Regions from separate parts of the Mus musculus genome. Here regions 1, 2, 3, 4, 5 and 7 are each linked to region 6. The links are chromatin contacts, called in public Hi-C, HiCAR-type and promoter capture Hi-C maps. All regions are on one chromosome and are shown on one strand. Each heading gives the region's core, a stretch centred on a gene start, on an enhancer-like site or on the middle of the called end of the contact. The rest is flanking DNA. Distances are from core to core; before and after follow the strand shown.

Evidence for each region. Promoter capture Hi-C pulls out the DNA fragments that hold promoters and counts their contacts. Hi-C and Micro-C count contacts between places; a contact is called where the count stands out from the background. HiCAR-type assays count read pairs that join an accessible place to other places. Capture Hi-C pulls out chosen DNA fragments and counts their contacts.
Region 1: a contact with region 6 is called in a Hi-C map of pre-pro-B cells, with 4 times the contacts expected there. The contact joins the promoter of Ipo7 here to the promoter of Ctr9 in region 6. A contact is called at or near these places in 1 of 39 promoter capture datasets (hippocampal neurons), 1 of 484 Hi-C or Micro-C datasets (pre-pro-B cells) and 2 of 115 datasets of contacts at active chromatin or transcription factors (astrocytes and pro-B cells).
Region 2: a contact with region 6 is called in a promoter capture Hi-C map of liver, with 4 times the contacts expected there. The contact joins the promoter of Dennd5a here to the promoter of Ctr9 in region 6. A contact is called at or near these places in 1 of 39 promoter capture datasets (pre-B cells) and 2 of 9 other capture datasets (adipose tissue and liver).
Region 3: a contact with region 6 is called in a promoter capture Hi-C map of pre-B cells, with 9 times the contacts expected there. The contact joins the promoter of Akip1 here to the promoter of Ctr9 in region 6. A contact is called at or near these places in 1 of 39 promoter capture datasets (pre-B cells) and 1 of 484 Hi-C or Micro-C datasets (pre-B cells).
Region 4: a promoter capture Hi-C map of pre-B cells shows a contact between it and region 6, with 9 times the contacts expected there. The contact joins the promoter of Tmem41b here to the promoter of Ctr9 in region 6. A contact is called at or near these places in 3 of 39 promoter capture datasets (hippocampal neurons, liver and pre-B cells), 2 of 115 datasets of contacts at active chromatin or transcription factors (large pre-B cells and pancreatic cancer cells) and 1 of 9 other capture datasets (liver).
Region 5: a HiCAR-type map of astrocytes shows a contact between it and region 6, with 3 times the contacts expected there. The contact joins the promoter of Tead1 here to the promoter of Ctr9 in region 6.
Region 7: a promoter capture Hi-C map of embryonic stem cells shows a contact between it and region 6, with 3 times the contacts expected there. The contact joins the promoter of Dkk3 here to the promoter of Ctr9 in region 6. A contact is called at or near these places in 2 of 39 promoter capture datasets (the 3T3-L1 cell line and embryonic stem cells).

The regions. Positions count from the first base shown.
Region 1 is chr7:110,016,769-110,020,484 of GRCm38.p6, reverse strand. Ipo7 (importin 7) reads right to left here and starts at 2,170. Exons shown (of 25, transcript NM_181517.5): 1 at 1,977-2,170. The coding sequence starts at 2,060.
Region 2 is chr7:109,958,626-109,961,938 of GRCm38.p6, reverse strand. It overlaps Dennd5a (DENN/MADD domain containing 5A), which reads left to right and starts at 1,517. Exons shown (of 23, transcript NM_021494.1): 1 at 1,517-1,865. The coding sequence starts at 1,757.
Region 3 is chr7:109,702,223-109,705,801 of GRCm38.p6, reverse strand. It overlaps Akip1 (A kinase (PRKA) interacting protein 1), which reads right to left and starts at 2,124. Exons shown (of 6, transcript NM_020616.2): 1 at 2,026-2,124; 2 at 1,632-1,856; 3 at 771-851. The coding sequence starts at 1,850. It also overlaps a transcript of Denn2b not described here.
Region 4 is chr7:109,983,781-109,987,561 of GRCm38.p6, reverse strand. Tmem41b (transmembrane protein 41B) reads left to right here and starts at 1,332. Exons shown (of 7, transcript NM_153525.5): 1 at 1,332-1,600. The coding sequence starts at 1,480.
Region 5 is chr7:112,677,323-112,680,927 of GRCm38.p6, reverse strand. Tead1 (TEA domain family member 1) reads right to left here and starts at 1,572. Exons shown (of 13, transcript NM_009346.4): 1 at 1,202-1,572.
Region 6 is chr7:111,026,940-111,030,283 of GRCm38.p6, reverse strand. Ctr9 (CTR9 homolog, Paf1/RNA polymerase II complex component) reads right to left here and starts at 1,333. Exons shown (of 25, transcript NM_009431.2): 1 at 1,103-1,333; 2 at 1-70. The coding sequence starts at 1,147.
Region 7 is chr7:112,157,296-112,160,597 of GRCm38.p6, reverse strand. Dkk3 (dickkopf WNT signaling pathway inhibitor 3) reads left to right here and starts at 1,467. Exons shown (of 8, transcript NM_015814.3): 1 at 1,467-1,632; 2 at 2,180-2,415. The coding sequence starts at 2,203.

The DNA.
Region 1 (3,716 bases), core at 921-3,420, 1.0 Mb after region 6:
GTCCAAAAAACAAAACTAAGCAAAAAAACTAGGAATGCAGTAACTGTTCACAGAATTTCACATTTGAAGTAAACATTTACCCAATCTTTATGTAAAAGAAATCAATTCTTTTAAAAAACAAATTTAAGAGCCCTGTGTATTCATGACAGAAATACCTAGGACAAAACTTTCAGGTTTTCTAGTATCTGGAAAGGAAACAGTCTCACTCTGCAGCCCAGGCTGGCCTGAAACTCCTGAGCAATCTATCTTCCTGCCTCGCCTCAGCATTCATTGTGCTGGGATTATAGGTGTAACCACATGATACTTGTTTTTATTACATGTATTAATATTCCATAAGCAGAATAATATTCATTGTACAGAAAATCCATCTAAAACAGAACAATTGATCCATTAACTTCTTGTATGATTTAATTACATTTTAAAGAGACAGTTTGTTTCACTTTACCATTTTACATCCCAAAGTAAGCTCTTGCCTAGGTGACTTTGGATCTAAAAATTTCAGTATACTATGATCCTTCAGCATGGTCTCATTTACATATAAATGACCTTTTCATTGTGAAATAATTTATTTGAACTGTGGGTGGTCTTGGATAACTGTAAATTCCTTGAAGGCAGGGTTATCTTTACTGCATGGTAAACTTGAGATGCTCAATTAATAGTCTCCCTGATGTTTCCTCTAAGTCAATGCTTTAAGATTTCTTTTCTTTTCTTTTTTGTTTTTTAAGAGACAGGGTTTCTCTGTATAGTTCTGGCTGTCCTGGAACTCACTTTGTAGAGCAGGCTGGCCTGGAACTCAGAAATACTCCTGCCTCTTCCTCCCAAGCGCCGGGATTAAAGGCGTGCACCACCACCGCTCGGCTAAGATTTCTTTAAACAAGGGTTTCTTTTTGCATTAAAAAAAAAAAAAGATACTTATATGTGTGTATAAAGCGTGCATATACAATTTAGTATTTGTGTATATGCAGTATACATATATATGTATATGAACACACACACACCAAAACACTGAGACTCAAAGAGACCTTACAGAGGCCTTTTTATAAACCTATTAAATTCTTACTAATATATAAAATAGCCAAGTTCAGAAAAAAAGAACGCTGATGAAATCAGTACAATAGAATATCAATATAACAGTTTTCCAAGGGGCACTGCCCAAAACACGTGGAAGAGAAACCAACTCTCCACTAATGTTGCATATGAAAGCTCTATAGGCTCTAGATTATCTCACTTGACCATCACAGCAACCGTACGGCCTAATTTCATGAATGAGTACAACTCAGGATCTGGAGGTGAGACTTGCCCAAGGTCACTCACTCCAGAAATCATTGAGGCTGCTATACCTAGAAGGTCGCACTTTATCTGACCCGTTCCACTACATCATCCCGCCTCCCAACTGTGGTACTAGGACAGTACCAGAGCGGGGATCGCACAGTGTAACCCACACTACCCCTGCCCTACCAGATCTGAAATCTGTCCCTAGCACCTCGCCGGCGAGAAGAAAGTTGTACCGGACAGGCAGGTCACTGATCCGCCAAGAGCACACACAAGGCTGTCAGGCGCAGCCCCCAGTGGACTAGCTAGCCTCCCCAGGAACCCCGGCCGACCGGGCGCCGGAAAGACTGGTCTGGGACACATCTCTACACCCTCCCAGTTTGTCTCGCCCCCTCCCGAGAGCAAACTGGGAGACAGCCAGAGGGCGGCGGGCCACGGGAGCCGGCCATGTGTCCAGACCGTCACGCCCGCCTAGCTCGGCCGGCTCCACACGCCCAGACCCGGGCCAGAGGCCCACTCGGAAGCCGACCGAGTGGCGGCCTGGACGCCGCGTCCCCACAGTGGAGCCTGGCACGGCGGTCAGATCTCCGCCCAACCTCTCCAAATGGGCTCGTCGGAGCTGTGCTCCGCGTCTCCAGCCAGGCCTGGAAGTCTTGGCCTGCCGGCCCACAAGCCCGCAGCAGCCGCTAGCCGGCCGTCCTTACTTCATTGAGCTGGCGCTCAGCGGCCTCGCGCAGGGCTGGGTCCATGGTGCCCCGGAGGGCCTCGATGATGGTGTTGGGATCCATCGCCGCGCGGTCGGTCAGACCCGGGACACCGGTGCTACTGAGGCAGAAATAGCGCCACTCACTGCGCACATGGACCGGCCGCGCTCCGCAGCGGCAACCGGCGCGAAAGGAAAGAGAAGCGCCAAGGCCCCGGATAGAACCTTCTCGCCTCGGCGTGGAGGCGGGAGATGCTCCGGCCACTTCCTGTCAAGTCTCCGGCGGAGCACCCTGGGAAATGTAGTCCCCAAACGCGGACACGGCCCACGTGGCTGGCTCCCACTGTAGTCAGTGAAAGGGACAACGTTCAAACGCCACAAAGAGAAAAGTAAAATAGTTACAAAATTTTATATGATATCCCTAGAGAATCTCAAGAAGTGTGTGATGCAATACGTTGTTACTAACTGTATAATTAAAAGAAATTTCTGTTTTGTTTTTGTTTTGTTTTTTGGTTTTTTGAGACAGGGTTTCTCTGTATAGCTCTGGCTGTCCTGGAACTCACTTTGTAGACCAGGCTGGCCTCGAACTCAGAAATCCGCCTGCCTCTACCTCCCAAGTGCTGGGAGAGTGCTGGGATTAAAGATATGCGCCACCACGCCCAGCTCTGTTTTGTTTTTTGAGACAGGCTTTTGACCTGAACTTGTTGCAATACCACTGCCTGAGCCTCCCAGATGGAACTTTCTCAACAATGATTTGAGATGAGTTTCTAAATGCCATAAAAACTGCTCCACTTTGATTCATTAATCTCATTTTGTAAGACTTTATCCTATATATTGAAGTTGTGCCTTATTAATGAGTGTTCAAATCTCAGCTACGTCATTATATAAATTATTTCTAAATTCAGAATAAATGCATAATGTCCATTAAAACTCCCTGTGTATGGATATTTAAACCTCTAATTCAGTAGTTCTCATCTTGTGGGTCTGTGGATCGTGACCCCTTTGTTGAATATCAGCTATCCTCTGCATATCAGATATTTACAGTATAATTCATAGCAGTAGCAAAATTGCAGTTATAAAGTAGCAATGAAAATGCTACTATCATGGTTGGGAATCATCATAATATAAGTAACTATATTGAAGGATTGCAGCAGTGAAAATATTGAGAACTACTGTCATACATCTCAAATCATTTTACCTTTAGAAATCAAATCAATTTTCAATTAGAATCTAAGGGAAGCTATATACTGAGCTTCAGGCAGGCCTGAGCTACAATGTTTGAACCTGTCTCACAAAGGAGCAACAGGGAGCTGTAGAAATGACTCAGTGGTTAGGACCTTATGTTCTTGAAGAAAGCAGGAATTCAGTTCTCTGTGTACAACATACTGTCCTTAAATTTGTAATCCTGCTCCACCCCACAAGTGCTGTACTACCATACTTGATTATAAATTCTCATGAAATAAGAATATTTTGGCCGGGCGTGGTGGCGCATGCCTTTAATCCCAGCACTTGGAAGGCAGAGGCAGGTGAATTTCTGAGTTCGAGGCTAGCCTGGTCTACAGAGTGAGTTCCAGGACAGCCAGGGCTACACAGAGAAACCCTGTCTTGAAAAACCAAAAAAAAAAAAAAAAAAAAAAAGAATATTTTGATTTTTTGCTTTAAATTCCTGCACTTAGAAGGCAGAGGTAGTCAGAATTCTGTGAGTTTAAAAACCAACCTGCTATACATATCAAGTTCTGCC
Region 2 (3,313 bases), core at 268-2,767, 1.1 Mb after region 6:
TGTAAAGCTACCCAGTCCTCTTGATTTCTCCCAGCCGCTCAGGTTAGATATAGGGAGCAGATGCTATGGTTTCCAGTGATGTTGGCTGTGACCTCTCAACCAACCTCCCAAAGGGATCCAGTACTTGAGAGGAATACTGGGACAGAACCCAGGAGAGAGCCCAGGTTCAGCCCTTGGGGAAGCCAATTGCCTTCTATAGTCCTTAGCTGGCTGCCTGCCAGAGCAAACCTGGCGCACACTATTCTGTAACAACAATGACAATGTATATAATATTTATGGAGTGCCTTCTATGTTCTGGGTATAATCCTCACCACTTTACCTATACATGCATTTATTTTGTACTTTGACAAAAATCATGCCTGTTGGCACCTAGAAATTACATAAGTAAGTTGCCAATATCATATTGTACATTATAAGTCAGAATTCAAACTGGGGGACTGTTTCTAGAGCCCATGCTAGCAGCCACTACAGTTTCTCTTCCTTGGCCTCTGATGTTACAGTACAGACCCACCTGAGCCTGGTGTGATGATGCAGGCCTTTAAGCCCAGCACTGAGCAGGCAGAAGAAAGAGTATTGCATCAGGGTAATACAGGTACATAGCAAGTTCTGGGTCAGACAGGTCTATAAGTGAGACCCTATCCAAAAAAACCAAATCAAATCAATCAACCAACCAACCACCAAAAGAAGACACATCTGGCTAGCTTCTGTAGAAAATGAAGTCAGAGGGTCTGTTCTTTAGACAAGAGACAAGGACCAGGAGGTTTCACCTGTTCAGCCACCCTTTCTCTTCTACAAGCAAATTCTCACTAGAAGGAAGAAAGGAATGAATGAATGAATGAATGAATGAATGAAGGGTGATGGATAGATGGATGAATGGACAGAGAATTCTGTGAGCATGAAAAGAACTAAGTGAAGGGGGAGGGAGACTTCTGGGGCTTCATGAAAGGGGGAGAGTTTGGTGCATGGAAGAAGCCCTGCTTGTGGGGTGCGGGGCAGTGAGCTAGCGCAGGATTCAAGCGTAGGGTTGTTTCTTGCATTTTTTGAGCCTCAGTTTCCCTATCTGCAAATTAAAGGTAAATAGAAGATAAGCTGACCCACTCTCTCCAAAGAACAGAGTTTCCTCAGATCTATTGGGGAAAGCTGACACTGAGGAGAGGTGACAAGGAGAAGCTGCTCTGTGGTGACAGTATAGGAGCAGGATTCGGTGGGCTTCACAGTTCAGCCCTGCAGCTCTTATGCCGGTGACACGGCCAGCACGAGCCACCATGGCCCACTCTTTCCGCACACCGCATCCGATTTCTCTAAAGGGTGTCGCAGTCGCGTGGAGGTGGCTGCAGTCGCGGGATCCCAGCAGCTGACCGCTGGCCACTCTGTGGTGGCTGCTCTGGAAGCCCAGGCCCCCGGGGCCCAAAGAGCATCACGTCATCCTTTGCGCCCGACGACCGCCCCTCCCCGACCGCGCGTGCGCACGCGGTGGCGGCGGGTGGGGGGCCGCGGTGGGGCGGGCGGCCGCTCTCCGCCCTTCCTCAGGCTTGCTCAGGCCGCGGTGCAGAGGACAGCGTCCAGGATGCGGCGCGGGGTGGCCCGGCGCCCCCCTGCCCCGGCACGGCAGCGGCGGCCGCTAGGACCCGGCGAGGCCCGGGGGCGGCGGCCGGAGCCTCGGTAGCGGCGGCGGAGGGAGCGGCGGCTGAGGGCGGGCGGGCGGCCGGGGGCGGGGGCTCGGCTCCGCGCGGCTTGCCCCGCTCGGCCCGGAGCCATGAGCGGCGGCGGCGGCGGAGGGGGCTCGGCGCCCAGTCGCTTCGCCGACTATTTTGTCATCTGCGGGCTGGACACCGAGACCGGGCTGGAGCCGGACGAGCTGTCGGGTGAGTGCGCGCGAGCCCGGGCTAGGGCCCGCGGGGCCCGCTTTGTCCCGGGAGCCCAGTGAGGGTCGGGCGAGCAGACGGGACGCGGGTCCCGCGGGCCTGCTGCCCCCCGCGCGGTGGTCGCCGCGTCGGCAACCTGGGGAGACGCGGACGCTGGGTGCGCTCAGAGGTCGAGGGGCTTAGTCCACAATGAAGGGAAGCTTGCCTTCTAGCACCCTTTTGGGAGGAAAGAAGTTAGCCCACTTCCTAGTGAGAGTTAGTCCCACCCAGACTTTTCAAAAGAGCAAAACAAAAACTTGATGAGTTTATTTGGCCTCTTCCCAAGAAGCCGGCGAGACCAGTTCCTCAAAACCGTTATAACTCACTCCTGAGCAGGCCAGGCCCGGGCTTTTCCTTCACAGTTCTGCCCCTCTTGATCGGACGTGAAGTGACAAATTGAACCGGGTTACACCAAGAACGGGTTCTCTCTTGGCGCTAGAAAAGAACTTGTACCCAGGGCCATGCTTTTGTTGTTGTTGTTGTTGTTGTTTGTTTTTTAAGTTAATGTCCTTTACCAGGCGAGGGTCATTTGTGAATGAAGGCAGCGCGTCCCAGTTGGACAGGTTGTGCAGTGTTGTGATGCCTCTCAAGTTATCTTTCGAAGAGGAAGTGATGGGGGAGTGACAGTGAGGCCCTGATGAGATTTGGCACCCATTGCTTGAAGGTGTAAGAATTATAAAATCCCCGGTGAATTCCTGCGCGCCCACATTGGAGTTGCAACAGTTTTGAAAAGTTTTTGGGTGGCCAGTAAGCAGGTTTCAGTGGTTGGAGGCTTGTCGTGTTAGACTTTAAAGTTATGTCATGCTGATTCGATGAGGGAAACTCCTCTCCCCCTTTCTGTCACGATGTGGTAGTCATTGAACACCGTACAGTTTCTCTATTGAAAGTGATCATCCAGTCTTGGATTTTTTTTTTTTTGTCACTCCAGTTTGTTTGTTTGTTTCTCCTCCGATTCTTCTTCTTCCTCCTCCTCCTCCTTGTCTTCCTCTTTCTCCTCCTTATCTCTCCAACCCCCCACTGGTTTCTTGGTGTAGCTCTAGTTGTATTAAAACACACTCTGTAGGCCAGTGTGGCCTCAAAGTCAGAGATTTGCCTGCCTCTGACTCTTGGGTGCTGGGATTAAAGGAGTGCAACACTACTGCCTGGTGAATTCCACTGTTTCTTATGGGGAAAAAAAAGAGTGCACACTTCAGATGATAAAGCTGGATTGTCTTTTAAAACTATGAGAAACTGATGCCTTATACAACACCCTGAAGTAGGAATGGGCTGATCCTAGCTAAGCCTTTGTTCTAGCCTGAGTAGTCCAAGCTCAAAGTACAGACAGATGTTGCCATCTGGTTCATAAGGATTAACTTTAGAATTGTGGATGATGTAGTTGTTGGATTGCAGTTCCAGGTATTGGTGGTGGA
Region 3 (3,579 bases), core at 875-3,374, 1.3 Mb after region 6:
AGTGCAGCAGCGACTTCTCACTGCTTGGTCACAGTGAGAAGTGACCTTAGGTGAGGCTTAGGAGCGACCACTGGGATAGCTGAACGTTACAGAACACGGTTTGATCCATGGGAAGCTGGTCCTGCCACTCAAAAACCACATCCCTGTACCTGTTTCACATGGCTATCTCTATCACCAACTGTTTATAAACCCACAATCCAATATATACCAATGGGAAACTGAAACAAACACTGAAGGTAAAGACCTAGCATACTAACATACAGGTAGTGGTGGCACAGGCCTTGAATCCGAGCACTCCGGAGGCAGGAGCAGGTAGATCTAGGTGAGTTCGAGGCTGGCCCGGTCTACAGAGCAAGGTCCAATATAAGGAGGGCTACACAAAGAAACCCTGTCTAGAAAAACAACAACAAAAAACAAACCCTAACAAACAGACTTGAAGTTTTGGATTCAGCACATTTTGAAAACAAAACAATTCAGGTGTGATCCTGGAGATTTTCACTTCATTTCAAAGGAAAAAGGAAACACCCTCAAATCAAGTAACTGTGGGATTCAGCAAAGAAGCGCAATACTCCTTCACATGACTGAAAACTCAGAAGAGGCGGGAGAACATTTGTGCTTTGTTTATCCTCAACAGCTAGACTTAGGAAATGCGTCAATGTGCTTGCATTACCACCTGGCTTACGTAACTGATTATAATCTGCTCCCATGAAGGACTATAGGTCCTGGGAGAGATGACTGATTCTTCCCAAGTCCAGATCACACCAACTTACCCCACACTGACTTGAAGTATAGTCCATGAATTCAGCCATTGCTCCGAAGGAAGAGCTAAGGGTTGGGCACCTTTCTTCTCTCTGTTGTAATAAATGGCAAGTCATAGGTGAGACCTACAAATCCCCTACTGGAGAAGGACATCATTTGAGAAATAGCCCTTTTTCACTTTTAGGAAAGCTTCTGCAAGCTGAAACTGGTAAGAAGGATCTTGCTGAGAAAAAAAAAAAAAAATCCAACTCTGTAAACTAGATGTGCAATTTATCCAGGAACTAAAATAACTGGTTGGCTGGCTTTACTCACTATTGAGTAATGGGAAAGAACTGTTATTGTTGTTTATGATTTTTTGAGACAAGATCACATGTACACTAGGAAGACTTTGTACTTGATCCTTAGCCCCGACCTCCCAAGTTCTGGCACCACACTAAGAATTGTATTTATTTACTTTAGACAGGGTTTCACTAGGTAACACACGATGGCTTGAAACTTGCTATGTAGAACAGGCTAATCTCGAACTCAAGAGATCTGTCTGCTTCTGCCTCCTGGATGCTGAGATTAATGGTGTGCACCACCACACCCGGTAAGAAATTTTATGTTATAAGTAAGCAGAATACTACTATTCTTTTGTTATTCAAAAAGAATTGGGTCACACCGTGCTTGTACACAACCTCTTTAATACTAGTACCTAAATCGTAGGCAAGAGTTCAAGGCCAGCCTGGGCTATACGAGACCGTGTCAAAAGCAGTTTCCAAACAACGTTTCCACTTTTGCTCCAATGCGTTACATCTTCTGGACATGGGAGGCTTCCTCCCGCCCAGTGGCGGCGGAGAATGACTAGACAGTCCCCCAGCTCCCGGCCTCACCTCTCCTAGGAGGCGCTGGGAACCAGGGACCGACCATCTTTCCTGGTAGGGGCCCTGGCGGTAAAGGACCCCCACGTTGCCTCTGGATCGCTCTGGAGAATGCCAGTCCACTGCCCTCCTCTTGGCGCGCTCCAATACTTCCCTCCCCAGCCGAGCAGAGCGCTGGAGCGAGCGCCGGTCCACTCCGTTCAGCGCCGCGGCCGCCAGACAGTATTCCATGTCTCCCTGGACACATACACAGACAAGTCAACTAGGCCCGGATCCGGGCGGCAACTTCCCCGCGACCCCAACTCCCCCTTCGCCTGCATCGCGCAATCCAAGTGGGGAGGAACTAGCAGGCAGGACCCCTGCCCCTTGCACTTCCGCCTCTCAGACCCTGGGTACAGCCCCTCACCCGGCCTGCTTCTCCGGGCGCACGCGCATAGCGCTCACACGGACACGCCTTCCGTGTTCCCGCGGCCCTTCTTTCGCGCCAGTTGCCAAGCTAACTGCTGCGCGCCGTGGGCGGGGCCTGGCGATGGGCGGAGCCGGTGTGGGCGGGGCCGGGTCGAGGGGCACGTGGGCCCAGCCTTAATCAGCTTCAGACGCGAAGCGGGCGCTTGTTGTCGTTCGAGGACTTTCTTGCCGCGACAGGTCAGTGTGGATCCCGTGACTCGTTGCGCTAAAAACATTTGTGAGAGTAGGTGCATGCGGACCGTATTCAGGGGTCTCGCCACTCCAGAACCACTTTTGTGTGAGGAGGTGATGAGGCTAGCGGACCAACGCGACTGAGGAGGTAGTGCTGGGGAAAGGGCATTCTGTCAGAAGAACTCTCAAGGCTGGGGATGGAGGCCAGACGGAGGTCTTGGAACTGTGGGTGAGGGGACTGGTAAGACTCCAGGGGATGGCAGGTATTTCTTGGCAGGTTGGTAGAGGATGTAGTGGAGTGGTGAGTGGGGAATCCCGTCATTCCCTTCCTGCAGCTTCCTCATTCCTCCCTTGGAAGAACAGATTCACACAATTTTGTTGGAGGTTTATTTGTTTGTTTGTTTTTGACAGTCTCACTGTGCAAACCCTCACTATGTAGACCAGGCTGGCTTTCAGTCTCTTTGGTCCTGGGATCTGGACCTACCATTCAAGCATCAATCGTATCACTTTTTAAAGTAAGAAATGGATCAGATACCTTTCAGAACACCATGGGGCTATGGTGAAAGCCCTGGGTCTCAGCGGGAGTGACACCCCCTGGTGAGCAGCAGGGCGTGAATGGGGAGAAAGTTCCACTTTAAGGAACATTGCTCAGTGCGGGGTGGGTCCCTCACAGGACACAAAGGAATTCTCAGTCCTTAAGTAGTGTGAATAGAGAAACATTTGCCCACAAACCTAGCTACCTGAGATTCCTTGAAATCCATGCCAGAAGCCAGGATCTGTAGTGTGCATCTGTCAGCCCTACCCTGCAACAGTGACATAAGAGGTGAGGACAGGAAATTGGCTAGAACTCCTGGACTAGACACCTTGAATTATATAGTCTAGCAGTAGCAACAAGCAAGACCCTGCCTTACACATGGCAGAAGGTGAGAACGGACTCCCAAAAGTTGTCCTCAGACCTCCATACACTTTCTTTGGCACACATGTACTACATTCACACACATAAAAAATGAGTAAAAAGTAGTCTAGTTCTTATTGATGAATGATTCTCACTTCAACTTCAGGATCTAGGTAGCCTCTATTCTGATTGACATCCCCATAAATTTGCCTTTTTCTGGCGATTCATACAAATAAAATCATATGGTATGTGGCCCTTTGGACCGGTCTCTTTCATTTAGATTACTTTGAGGCTTGTCTGAGTTATAGTATATAGTACATTGTCATCCCTTTTTATGGATAAATAATATTCCATTATATGAATATACTGTATTTTGTTTATTCATCACTTGGAACTATTTCCATCCTGGAGGCCTATTCTGATAAT
Region 4 (3,781 bases), core at 83-2,582, 1.0 Mb after region 6:
CAGGGGAATTTCTGAGTTCAAGGTCAGCCTGACAGCCTGGTCTACAGAGCGAGTTGCAGGACAGCCAGGGCTACACAGAGAAACCCTGTCTCAAACCGCCCCCCCCCCCAAAAAAAAGTAATCAGAGGACAACTTCCAAGAGTTAGTTCTCACCTACTGCTATTAGGTCTCAGAGACCGAAATAAGCCTGTCAAGTTTAAGAGACAAATACTTCTACGCACTGAGCTGCCAATTCTCTAGATATCAGATTATTTCTTCTAAGTGTAATTACTGCTTAAGAACAATCCAATTCCCCACTCCCCCTTTTTGTCCAAATTTTAAAATACACTGCTAAGTTACTTTCACGAAGAAATTCCCCACTATTACCTTCGATACCTGCTTTTAAAAAAGATAACGAAAAAAATGTCAATTGGATAGGGGCATCGCTCAGCAACAGAATGGTGTGGTTTGTATGCCCAAGGTCTAAGATTATATCGACAGCAAGAACAAAACAAAACAGGGCTGGAGAGATGGCTCAGTGGTTAAGAGCACCGACTGCCCTTCCGAAGTCTTGAATTCAAATCCCAGCAACCACATGGTGGCTCACAAACATCCGTAATGAGATCTGATGCCCTCTTCTGGTCTGTCTGAAGACAGCTACAGTGTACTTAGATATAATAATAAATAAATCTTAAAAAAAAAAAAGAACAAGACAAAGCAAAATCCTAAAGAAGAGGTGACTCTAATATACTTACCAGTGAGAAGCTGGATATGAGGGGCAGAAGGAGAAAAACTGTCAAGAAGCTATGCCTTGGCTCAGGAAACGCCAAAATATAGCGAGTAAGGGTGAATTTACTTTGGACAGGTGAGTGAAAAACCTTGGACTCTAAACTAATTTCTGTCACTCTGTGATCTTCTTTGTTTCTAGGTCTCAATTTTGTGAGATTCAGGTACGTTTGTCTCATGTTTTAAATTTTACACGATTTTAAGAACAGGCTTCCAGCTTCCACAGCGCTTGTAACCCATTTGCTGCGGAACGAATGGAATCTCCAACACCAACTAGTCGCGCGCAGACACTTCCGGTTGGCGGAACAAAGAGTCTGAAGTACTCGAGCCTCACTTCCGTGTGACGAAAGCTACGCGGAGAAGTCGGACCTTAGGCCGCAGACCCATGACTTGCCAATGCGATATTGCTCATGCGCCCTACACCAGCGAGGTGGGCGGGGCCCCGGAGGGGGCGGGGTCGGCCCTGACTTGTCTCGCGGTTACTGGGCGTGCGGGAGCGCGCGAGGTTCGTGGGCGGTTCTGGGCGGGCCCTCACCTGATATCTCTGGAAGGCTCCGCCGAGTGTCAAGTTTTCGAGGTCGTCTCAGGTGAGGTGGTCGTGCCGGAAGTAGTTGTGCCTCGCGCCTGGGTGTTGAAAGAAAGCTGCGGGAGGAGCTTTAGTCATTCAAGGGGGCGCGGCACCAGTAGGAGCTCTTCGCGGCCCCCGCAGCAGCCATGGCGAAAGGCAGAGTGGCTGATCGATCGCCCACCGAAATGTTGCACTCGACCCCAGCCGGGGACCGGGCAGTGAGGACCCAGGGTTCCGCCGCGCCTGGCAGCAAAGATCATCTGAACGGTGAGTGGACCTGCGGGACGGGGCTGAGGCTGCCCTAAAGATTAGGACCCCGTGGTGCAGGTCGCAGGGAAAGAGGGACCTTTCAGCACCGAAGCATCTCAGCAAGAGAGTCCTGTACTTGGCGGGGAACCCAGCATGACAGAGGGCTAGACTCCTCCTAGTTAGTTTTTTCTCAATAGACTTTAGTCAAAGGAAGCGGTGACCCCGACTTGTGACACCAAATAGACCGGTTCGTTATCCAGGCCACCCAGACAGGTATTTGAGAGACTTGAGCTTTCGTTGTATTGTTTTACAGATGAACATACTGAGGACTATGCAGCTCCATGACTTGTGTAGAGTCACAGAGCCACACTAAGGTTGTGATTAAGAGCAAAGACTTGCCCTTCCAGGTGCCACTTGAAAGTGTCAGATTCTAGCCGGTGGTAGTTGTAGTTGCGCGTCCTTTTAATCCAGTTCTCCGGAGACAGACAAGTTCCAGGTTACACAGAGAAAACCCTGCCTCGAAAAAAACACAACATTTTCAGCTCTTGTGTTTCCATTTAACCTGGTTTGTAACTTAAAAAAAAAAAATTGTTTGATTTGTTTTCAAGCTAAGTAGCCCTGGTTGTATTGGAGGACCTTGCTCTGTAGATTAGACTGGCCTCTAAGGCAAAGAATGGCTTCCTTCAGCCTCCCAAGTACTTGGATCCAAGGCGTGCAGGCGTACACTACCGCCTTGTTTTTTTTTTTGTTTTTTTTGTTTTTTTTTTTTTTGGTCTTTCAAGACAGGGTTTCTCTGTATAGCCCTGGCTGTCCTGGAACTCACTCTGTAGATCAGGCTGGCCTCGAACTCAGAAATCGTCTGCCTCTGCCTCTCAAGTGCTGAGATTAAAGGCGTGTGCCACCACTGCACGGCCTTCGCCTTGTACTTTTTTTTTTTTTAATTTATTTATTACATGTAAGTACACAGTAGCTGTCTTCAGACACACCAGAAGAGGGTATCAGATCACGTTACAGATGCTTGTGAACCACCATGTGGTTGCTGGGATTTGAACTCTGGACCTTTGGAAGAGCAGTCGGGTGCTCTTACCCACTGAGCCATCTCACCAGCCCCCTCCCTGCCTTCTACTTTTTAAAAGACCTTGTTTGGTTCTGTAGGTCAAGCTGATTTGGAACTCAGAGATCCACCAGCCTTAGTTTTCTCAAGTACTTGGATTAAAGGAGTAGACCACCTGCAGAGATGGATTTGTAACTTTTAAAAAGTATCTGAGCTGGGCGTGGTGGCACACACGCCTTTAATCCCAGGGGATTTCTGAGTTCGAGGCCAGCCTGGTCTACAAAGTGAGTTCCAGAACAGCCAGGGCTATACAGAGAAACCCTGTCTCAAAATAACCAAAAAAGAAAAAGTATCTGAATTTTAAAACGAGAATAGTTATTTGCTTGGTTGATGCAAGGGTGTAAACAAAACAGTTCACCTAAACATAGCTTCTGTGGAGTGGTGGCCTGCCTCTATTATTCTGGAGGCAGAGGAAGGTGGCTCTCTATTGAGTTCTAGGTCAGCCTGGTCTACAAGAGTATCAGGACAGCCAGGTATGTTACAAGGAGAAACCCTGTCTCAAAGCAAACCAACTAAAACCCAAAACAATAACAAAAAACACCCAACGAAGTAACTAAGGAATACGGGGACTCATTCATAAATTGTTTTAGTCTCGTACACTAACCTGAAATTTCTTGGCTCTGTATAGTTTTAAGGGGAAAATATAAGCTCTTTGATTTTGTAATGGCTTAACATTATTCATTGCTTTTCAGCAACTGTAATGATTTCATCCTTTTACGTGCCTTTGAAGCTCAAACATCTGAAGTGATTAGAACAAATAGCCATTAAATTGTTTGCAGCTCACTCACACTGCTGTCTTCCATTGCTACTAATGGCCAAAATGGTGGTCTTGTAAGAAGAATATGTAGTGGAGAGGCAGGTCAGATGGTTAGCTGGAAAGCCTAAGCAAGCACACTGCTGTTCTTGGAGAAAACCTGGTTCAGTTCCCAACATGCACATGTCTGCTTATCTGTAACTCCAGTTTCAGGGTACCTAGGGCCATCTTTTGGATGACTTGCACTCACTCCCACCCCCACACAAATTGTACATGCAGGGAGATACATATAGGGAGATAAGTCCTTTGATTACATTTTTGAGTTATAGGT
Region 5 (3,605 bases), core at 323-2,822, 1.7 Mb before region 6:
AAGCCACCAGACCACCTAAACTAACAACGAATCCAGGCCACAGGGCGTAAAGGAGACTGCGATTCTGTTACTTGGCATTATCTGTAGGAATTGAAATATTTTCCATTCACTATTTTGAAATATGATCGTATTTACAGACCTTTTTGTTCCAAGGACCTCGGCTCCTTTCAAATGGCGCTATTTTAAAACCCCGGCCTTTCTACACTACCGATTCCTGGAATATCTGTCTGTAAGTTTCCAGCGCTGAGATCAATTTGCATTTCTGTAAATCACAGACAGCTTCTAAGAACTTAACAAGCCTCCTGAGAAACGCTGGTGGCTGGTATTTCATTGTTTCATAAATATTTTTATACGGGTGACACCATTCAACTTAAAATAAATCTTTAAAAAGGAAGACGATTAAGACCGAGGAAAATTAGTCTGGCTTTTATTTTCACGGGAAGAAGATAAGTGAAGTGTGAGCCCCACTTCTTAAAATGTAGCTTTGATTATTTTAAAAAATGCATTAAAAAAGAAAAAGGAAACTCCTAGAAGTTGAACTTTCTTTCAAACGGGCCTCTAGACTTTGAAAACAAGTGGTGCTTTCGCGAACAAAGGCTAAAAGTGTCCCCAGATTTTTTTTGGGGTCCTCCTGGGGATCGTATCTCCTCCAATAAACAAACAAATCCCCCAGTATTTCCTACCGAGGGGAAGTTTTCCAGGGAGAGTCTACTCCCGGGTTTGGTGGTAAGTGCGACTCAGTCTTTTTTGGACACAATGTTTCTGCTGACTCCTGAAAATTTTCCACTTGAATGTGCACTGGAGCGGCGGCGGCGGCGGCGGCAGCTCTGGAGAGGCGGCAAGAGCGAGAGAGCCCTCTTTCATCTCCCGGGAGGAGGAGCCCGGATCGGCGCGGACCCCGAAGGGGCCGGGCGCCGGGGGAGTCACCGGGCTGCAGGCTCTAAGCTGCGCGCCGAACGCTCTCCCACCCGCGATCGCGCCAAACTCGGCGCTTCCCAGGCAAGGAGCGAGGTGCGCGGGAGAGGGACGCTGGAGAGAGGGGCGCGCAGAAAGGCGAGCGGGGCCGCCTGTTGCCGCGCAGGGTTGCGGCCCAACTTGCAGGGCGGCGGGGCCGCTCCCCTCTTGGAGCCGCACACAAAGCGCCGATCGCGGTGACGCCTAGACAGCCCGCGCCCCCGAGTCCGCCCCGCGCGCAACTTACCACGGCAGCCCGAGCGGGCGCGGCAAACTTCGGGGCGCTGGGCCGCCGCCCCCGCGTTACTCCAGCCGGTACTCCCTGCGGTACTCCCGCGCCGGGCAGCCCCAACCCGGCCTCGCCGGCTCCCGGGACGGGCAGGGCGCGCCGGGGCAGCTGCCCGCGCTCCGGCGACGCTGCGCGCTGGGGGGTCAGCGCATGGCCTGCGCCCCGCCGCGGCCGCCCCGGGCCCGGGCCCCGGCGCGCGGACTCCCCGCGAGCTGGAAGCGAGTGTGCGAAGTGCTGGGGGGCGCCCGCGGCGGGCGGCGGGGCCGCGGAGGCTCGGCTCGGCTCGGGCGGCGCGGCGCGGCGCGAGCGATGCGAAGAATGTGCGGAATGAGGACAGGAATGAAATGAACGCCAGGACCGAACTCGCTCCGGAGGGGTGGGGCCTCGGTGACGTCATGCCGCCGGGTCCTGGATGGGGCGGGGCCTGCCGCCGCGGTGACGTCATGGTGTGGGGCGGGACGCGTGGGGCGGGACTTGGCGCCCACGGGGGAGCGAGCCGCGCGCGATGGCGGGGGCTCAGGGCTTTGTGCGGTCCGAGGCGGGGCGGCCGGATACTAGGAATGCCGGGTGTGCGCCCTCCGCCTGCTGTGCCTCAGTTTACCCCCTCCTGGTTTGCACAGGCAACGACGCTCCCAGGCTGGAAGGGAGGTTGCTCTTCAGGAAACTGAGGCCGGAGTGGGCGGCTTCCCCAGCCCGCCACTCCTCCTCTAGCCGTTTCGCTTTACCCAAGTTCGGGGTGCTCGCGCAAATTCTGGGCTTTGCGAACTCCGGGTTGGAGCGTCACGGAGTCCTCGCCCGCCTCCTGCCCTGTCTTTCTAGAAGTGAAGCTCACTCGTGCTGCGAGTTGAGTCTACAGAAATCCTGCACCCGGTTAAATAAAATAAATAAAGTCTTGCCTGGCTGCAAAAAGCAGCTTTGTGCCGTCCCTTTATGGAGAAAGTGAGAATCAATCATAAAAGGTTTGAACTCTTTTTGGAGTGGACGGCGCCTCAGTACTTGAGAAACTCCGGTAAAGTTAACGGAGGCTGGGACAGACATGCTGGCAGTTTGGGCCGGTAGCAGTCCGTAGTTTCCCAGAAAGGAGCCGGCCCTTCCCGCACCGGGACTTCCTTCTTTCAGCTCTGGCTTCAGAACAAACTAATGGCGCCTGTTTTGTGCCCGAGGATTCCTGGAGTGTGCATAACTCAGGAAAGCCAATGGGACTCACTGAGCGCGTTTGATCGGAAACAACGATTACCAGTGCGTTTTAAAGGCAGAAATATCTTTCTCTAATGCATTTTTAAAATTATACGTCAAGAGAATTGAAGACTCCCATGCCGTTGTAAAAAGTAATACAGAGACATTCTTTGTTCGCTTCACTCAGCTCTTCCCCACGCCTGTCAACCAAAATTATATCCCAGCCAGGGTATTAATTTTCGAGCAGATTTTCCAGATCAACTTGTACACATCACTGTGTATTTTTTTAATTCTATACATTCTATAATTTCTCACCTGTGTAGATGTCCACCGCAATCAGGTACAAATGTGTATTATTTCCAGTTACTATGCAGTAATGTGACAGGTTGACAGTAAGAACTTCACACACCCGAGCAGAGTATTAGAAAATACACGACGATTTTTCCCTTTAAAACTCTGGCAGGTGTATGTCTCTTTTCCAGATAGCCTTCCATTAACACCAGCGAATAAGACAGAGGGCAGAAAACGCCAGAAGCAGTTAAAAGCACTTGCTGCTCTGCAGAGGACCAGGCTCCTGTCAGGTTCCCCACATGGTCGCTTTCAACAGTCTGTAACTCCAGTTCCAGGAGCACCAGGCACAAACATGGTGTACACGTGCAGGTAAAACATTTGTAAACATAAATAAATAAGAGATTTTTATGTCTGGTAGCAGGGCGAGCCTACCAGTGGGTACATTTCTAAACCAGTATTTATCTTGCCCATGACAGGCCAGTTACCCTTCAGACTCCAGTTGCTCCTGACAATTTGGTGTTCTCTCATTTCTACTAAGCTAAGAATCCTTGGCCAAACTTCCAAAGCTAATCATGATATGCTATAACTCCTCGGCCTGTACGTTCTACAGCTTATTTCCATCAAAACACATATTCTTTGATATGTATGCTAAAAACCTTTTCTCCAAGGAAGCCTGTTCAGCTGGAGCCGGACACAGTAGCAATATAATCCCAGCATTCAGGAGGCTGAGGCAGGAGGATTGGTGAGAGTTTGAGGAAATCCTGAACTAAAGAATTGGATCCTCTCTGGAAGAGGAGAAGGGAGACAAAAAAAGAAAAGGGGGGGGGACTGGGGGGTGGGGACCTGATTAACTAGATGTCTCCTGCCCAGGACCCTGAAGCCACGTGGTCCAGGT
Region 6 (3,344 bases), core at 84-2,583:
TGTGCTCCTGCTTCAGAATGCTGATGACTTCGTCTCCCTCCGGTAACTGATCGAAGTCAAGTTCAATGACCTAAAACACAGAATAAACGTTTCGTTTCCTTTTTAAATTCACAATTTCTCTCTTCTGCGTGTTTTGAATACTCATCAATGCCCATACACAAAGGGTATGTACTCACTTTCAATGGAGTGAACTAATTAATACATGTTCCTATTTAGGAAACACATGGCAAACAGGTTGTAGTCTGGTTTGGTCAAAGCATAGAAAAGCAGGCAAATCCTGTTGGTCGTTCTTCACATCGCTAAAACTATAAAATTCTCAACGACTTGCTTACTCAAAACCAAAATGAAACCTTGTACAACCCATAGGCCAACGAAACACTGATGCCATAGGTCTGAGAGCTTGAGAAACTCTATCCCAGAGGACAGGCAAAGTTGAATACCAACGGTCACTTAAATCACGGAGGCAGTATCGTGGGTCACATACATGCCTAAAATGTGGGCACCAACAATTAGAAGAAAAATATTCTGGAATGTACCCAAGACCACCATATTTTAGAAATGAATTCTACCTCGATCGAAAATAAAAGTGTGTAAAATCTAGTCTGACTGAGGCAACGCTGGAGCTTTATTCGGACAAACCACACGCCATGGATGAAAGTGGGTCGTTGCCATCAGCACACAGGAGCGGCTAAATCTCGGGCCCCTTATCTCGCCCAGAGAGCTGTGTTAATAGTGTGCCTTGACAGACTTTTCTTCCATGGCATTAAGAGCCGTCTCTCAGATACCCAGGGAGATTTAAAAAAATAAACAAATCCCAAGTTGGAGCAGCAGGTAGCCCCTGGGGCACTGACTCCCCTCTGTAAGAGGTGAGGTTTACTCGGCGCTCACACCCCTGCGCCTCGGAAGACAGCCGACTGTCAACAAGGAGCAGGCTGCAGGCGAACTTTCCCGAAGTCCTTGCGGCCAGAAAGGTGACCAGCTGAGTGGTGCCTGGGCCGAGAAGCTCGGCTGCGGCTCTCCCCTCCAAAAACCAAGCGGAGCAAAATCGGCGCTGGGATCGTCCAAGTTCATAGCCCTCCCCCGCTGCACACTCGGCACCCACCTCGTCAGTATCCCGGAGGGGAATCTCGATGGAGCCCCGCGACATGGTGAGCTCTGAAAGCAGGCGCTTCTCACCCCGCCGCTCGGCAGATCGCAGTCCCGGCTTCCAGCCTTACAGAGGTTACCACACCTCACACCCAGCGGAGCTGCCGGAGACCAGCTTCTCCTCTGCTGTCCGCCGCTGAAACAACGAGCTTCAGACCGCGACCGGCCACTTCCGGAGGCCCCGCCCCCTGTCCCGGAAGCACTACCAGTAGGGCGTGTCCCACGCGAGCTCCGCCCGCCTGGCGGCTCTGATGCGTCCTTCTTTGGAAAGACTGATAGTCCTGAGGTTGTTGTTGTGTCAGCCGTAGGTGACCGAGCGCCTTCGGGAACGCGGCATCTGCCGCTAAGGTGTCCAAACTGAGCTCCTCACAGACCCGCGCCGGAGCGGGGAGTGGTGGTGGTGAGGCGAAACCACGCCTCTATGGGCGGGGCCTCTGGTGACGAATTCTATGGGCGGTGCCTTGCCTCTTCGGCCACTTAAGCTTCTTGGGGGATAATTCAATCTTTTATCAGCTTTACAGTCGTTTTGTGTTGTCCCAGCCAGTTTGTGCAAGTCACACTGGTGATGTCGTTGTGACTAGTTTAAATAGACATAATCAGTGAATTCTGAAGTTATGGTAATAATGCACGGATTATTATTTTTATTTGTTGCGTTACATATTTGTATATGGATACATGCGAGCGATGGTGTGGCAAATGGAGGGCAGGGGACATCTTGTGGGAATCAGTTTTCTCCTACTCTGAAGGTCGTAGGGCTCGAACTCAGATAGACAGCGTTGGAGCCAGGCAACTTTTTGCAGACCCTGTTTATTTCTTGAGATATTCTGTATCCCAGGTTGACTTGAAACTCCCGACCTCAGCCTTCTGACTGCTGCAGTTATTGGCATATGCTTGGGCACCTGGCTTATATATATTTCTTAATGTACTTATATTTCTTTAGGAGCACAATGAAAAGGAACTGCTAGGTTTGATTTAAATAAAATCAAAAGAATTCTATTAAACCTAAATAATGAAATTATAGAATTCAAAAACATTTTAGCTCATGATTTCATTATAGAAGAGTATTAAATAGTTTCTTGTGCTTGGAATAAACAAGGGAAGGATCTTAATAAATAAGCGAATAGGCCGGGCAGTGGTGGCATGTACCTTTAATCCCAGCACTTGGGAGGCAGAGGCAGGCTGATTTCTGAGTTTGAGGCCAGTCTGGTCTACAGAGAAACCCTGTCTCGAACCCCCCCCCCCAAATGGGGAATAAAAAGGGTTAGTTTAACTGGGTGTGGTGGCACATGTCTTTAATCTCAACTCTTAGGAGGGAGGAGCAGGAGGAGAGCGCTGAATTTAGGCCATTCTACTCTATACATGGAGTTCCAGGCTAATCTGGGGTTACAGAATAGAGAGATCCTGTCTCAAAACAGAGCCCCCCTCCATCCCTGCTAGCCAGTGTTTTTTAAGATATTCACTGCTCTTTCTCCCAATTTCTTCTGCTGAGCCAAAGCTACTATTATCTCTTTGCCATCTTTTCTTGATTCTTCATCTTCTCTGGCTTCAAGCTCCAACCTAGTTTCAGCTATATTTCACTCGTAGGTATTTATGAAAAATGCCAGTTCATTTATAGTTTTCCTCTTAACTCTCTTAAAACTCTTGAGAAGAAACTAAATTAAATTTATTTATTTATTAAAGATTTATTTATTTATTATATGTAAGTATACTGTAGCTGTCTTCAGACACACCGGAAGAGGACATCAGATATTACAGATGGTTGTGAGCCACCATGTGGTTGCTGGATTTTGAATTCAGTCAGTGCTCTTAAACCGCTGACCATCTCTCCAGCCCCTGAATTCAATTTATGTTGTGACTTAATGGTTGTGTAACTATTTTTACATGTTTGAATAAGTGCTTGCCAAATAAATAAAGTGCTATCTACATATGTAATCTTAAAAAATTTTTTTAGAGAAGGTCTTACTATGTAGCCTGTAACTTACTATGTAGATTAGGTTGGTCTTGAACTCACAGAGATCTGTCTGTCTCTGCCTGTGCAGTGCTGGGTGAGCCACCTATGCCCATCATAATTTAAAGAATGTTAGCAACCACATTAAAATATAAAAGCCAGATTAAATTAATTTTAGTAATATATTTTATCATTTTTCCTATTAGGTCTTGGAAATCCAGCATGTATTTTATATATATATAATTTAGTT
Region 7 (3,302 bases), core at 218-2,717, 1.1 Mb before region 6:
AACCTTAAAAGGCTGCTGAGAATTCAATGAGTAAAACTTAATAAATAAATTAAATAAATAACTAATTAACTAACTAACTAACTAAATAAATAAATAAATAAATAAATGGATAATGCTTGTCACTATCCACGTCACCGTAGTGCTGTACCAGCAGCTATTGCTCTAACCACCCCACCCCACTTCGTTTCTCAGGGATCAGGTGTGTAGGCCTGGAGCCCTGCAGATACAACCAAGCTCCTGGTTCCTCGTGGGTGGCAGGGGAGGGGCTGGTGAAGAGACTCCAGTGAGTCTGTGACCTGTGCTAGCTACCCCAGAGGACAGATGAGGCATGTTCCAGTTTGGCTTTCTGTTGCTGTGATAAAGATCATGATTAAAAGCCACTCAGGGAGGAAAGGGTTCATTGCGTCTTACAGGTTTATACTCCAGCATCAAGGAAGCCAGGCCTGGAGCTCAGGACGTGAGGTAGAGCCAATGGAGGAAGGTCACTGTCTTTTGCTCTTCTGGCTTGCTCAGCCACTTTTCTTACACAGCCTTGGCTCAACTGCCTGTTGGTGGTATCACCCCTAGTGGCTGGGATCGCCTACATCAATTAGCAGTTAAGAAAATGCTGCAACGGACAGACCAAACCAATGGAGGCAGTTTCTCAGCTGAGGTGTTTTTTCCCCACGTGGCTCTAGTTTGTGTCAAGTTGACAAAAAATTAGCCAGCACAGGGAAGAAATGAGAAAAAGATCAGGAGATGCGGAGAGGGGGGAGGGGAGGGGAGGGGAGGGGAGGGGAGGGGAGGGGAGGGGAGAGAGAGATGTCAGGGAAACTGATGAGGAAGAATCAGGATAGATAAAGAAGTGGGAGAAGGGTTTTCGGAAACACTTTTTAAAAAAATTTTTAATTTAATTTAATTTTTTAGTACCCCTTTTCTAGGCACTGAAGAGATAACTGTCAATAGACCAGGTTGCTATCTCAGGTACACAGCCCATTTTCAAGCCCTGACCCCTCTTCATGAATCGTGCGTATTAAGTAGGAATTACATGTACAGCTGTAGCCTGCAGCATACATCAAGCTACGTTACAGACCATACTAGTTTGGCAGTACTGGGACTGTTGGTGTCCATCCTAGCTACTTTGCTATGTCGCCTGTCTAGGGACTTGCTGACATTCTGTTGACCCATTCTCATGGCCAAAAGTGGATTTTCCTGGCTGGGTACTGTCTAGACTACCTTGTAATGGCTGAGGGGCTGGGATTCCATCCCTTAGGACTGCGTCCAAGGCAGAGGCAGGCTTAGAGCTAGCAAGGTGAGACTCAAGAAGGCTGTAAAATGTAGTAGAAGCCTGGGCTATCGCGGAGGTAGGGGGCTGCCAGGAAGAGGATAGATTCCTGCAGACTGGCCCTCCCAGGATTTAGAGGCTGGAGTGAGCTGAGGTCGCAGACGGCCTGGAGAGCGATTGGCTGTGCGACCGCCCCTCCCGCCGGGCGGAGGCGTGGTGGACTGGGGGGGCGCAGGCTGCAGGCTTTCTGGATACAGGCGCTTTTGCATCCTAGCCGCACACAGTGCCTCTCCAGCTGCTCTGTGGCAGCCCAGCTACCGGTCGTGACCAGATCCAGCTTGCAGCTCAGCTTTGTTCATTCGAATTGGGTGAGCGGTGGTCATCGTCGTGGAGATAGCCCAGCTGGGTCTCCCTTAGTTAGAGATGGGGGGCTCCATGCATTTGCATCGCGATGGGAGGAGGATGAACTGGGAGGAGGGCTCTGCTGATCTCTGCTTGGGGCTAGGAGAGGCTTGAGCCTGTGTCAGGGTCCAAGAGATCCCAGTAATAGAATTGATGGGGAAATAGTAAAGGAAGGGACGGGACTCGAACCCGTAGTCCAGATAATGTCTCCTGATTCGGGCAAGTGGTCTGCTATTAAGAGTAGAAGACTTGAGTTCCTTGGTTCCGGAGCTGGGGTTTCCATAAGCGTGTCAAGTGGAGCTCTTCCTGGGTACTAGAACGGGGTTTGGGGGCTTAGAGTGCAGAGGGCACCCAGGCTGGAGAGGAGTAGTGGTCACCACTGTTTCCAGCAGGGATTGAGTCTGGGAGGGGGCTGGGTATCGCTCCATCTGGGGGCGGGCAGAGCAGCGGGGCGGGGCGGGACGGGCAAGAGGGGTGGTCCTGCAGTCTTTGATAGCTTTCCGGGACACACAGGCGGCGGCCAGCGCGGAACAAACATGCAGCGGCTCGGGGGTATTTTGCTGTGTACACTGCTGGCGGCGGCGGTCCCCACTGCTCCTGCTCCTTCCCCGACGGTCACTTGGACTCCGGCGGAGCCGGGCCCAGCTCTCAACTACCCTCAGGAGGAAGCTACGCTCAATGAGATGTTTCGAGAGGTGGAGGAGCTGATGGAAGACACTCAGCACAAACTGCGCAGTGCCGTGGAGGAGGTGGGTGCACCCTGAGGGCGCCTGGCTCTGAAAGTGCGAGAATGAGAAAGGGAGTGGGCCGGGGGCTTGGCGGGGGTGGGGTGGGGGGGATATTTCTAGCGATGGTTGCAGCACTGGCCAAAGACTTGGCTTTGTGCAGAGCTGGAAAAAAGGCCTGACAGCAGACGTGGAGTGCCCTGAGTGCAGCGCTGGGTGATTCTTACTCTCAGCCGGTTCTGTCTGCCTGCCGAAAGTCTGAATGCATCCCTGTCCAGCAAGGGAGGTTTGGTGGAATTCTTCCTAAGGAGCAGGAGCCACTGTGTCGCAGCTGGCTGTCCCCTGTTGGAGCTGAGCTGAGGTTGGGGCCACTCGGGTGTCTCAGCGCAATGGGTTTGCAGAGGCTGGGGCAGCTGCAGACAGCTTCAAGTTCCAACGTGTCCCTTGGGCATTGAGCCTGTACCATCTTCCCCAAGAAACAGTCAGGACGCTAGTCATGCGGAAAAGAATCTTGAGCTCTGCTGGCAATCTGTCTGGCTCCCTTAAATGTGTTGTGGGGCAGCGAAGGAGGACTAAAGTAAGTCCTAAGACCATGCCATAGTGAGTGGTCAGAAGGGAGGGCATGAGGGTGTTCACAGCAACCCTATTCACCTACACCCAGTGGGTTTTGGAGACCAAGGTTCAGATTCTCTGCCACTCAACAGTAGGTGGACCGTGGTCAATCATTTAGCAGCCCGACCTCAGTTTCCTGTGAGAATAGCCGAAGTCCCAAAAAGTTTGGCAGATGAGAGCCAAACTTTGGTTCCTCATCTTCCAGGGGCCAACACTTTGCATGGCACCCTGCTCTGTTTCCTAAAATGGCCTCCAACCATGTTGAAAGTGGCCTGAATCTTCTTGATCAGCATATTAGG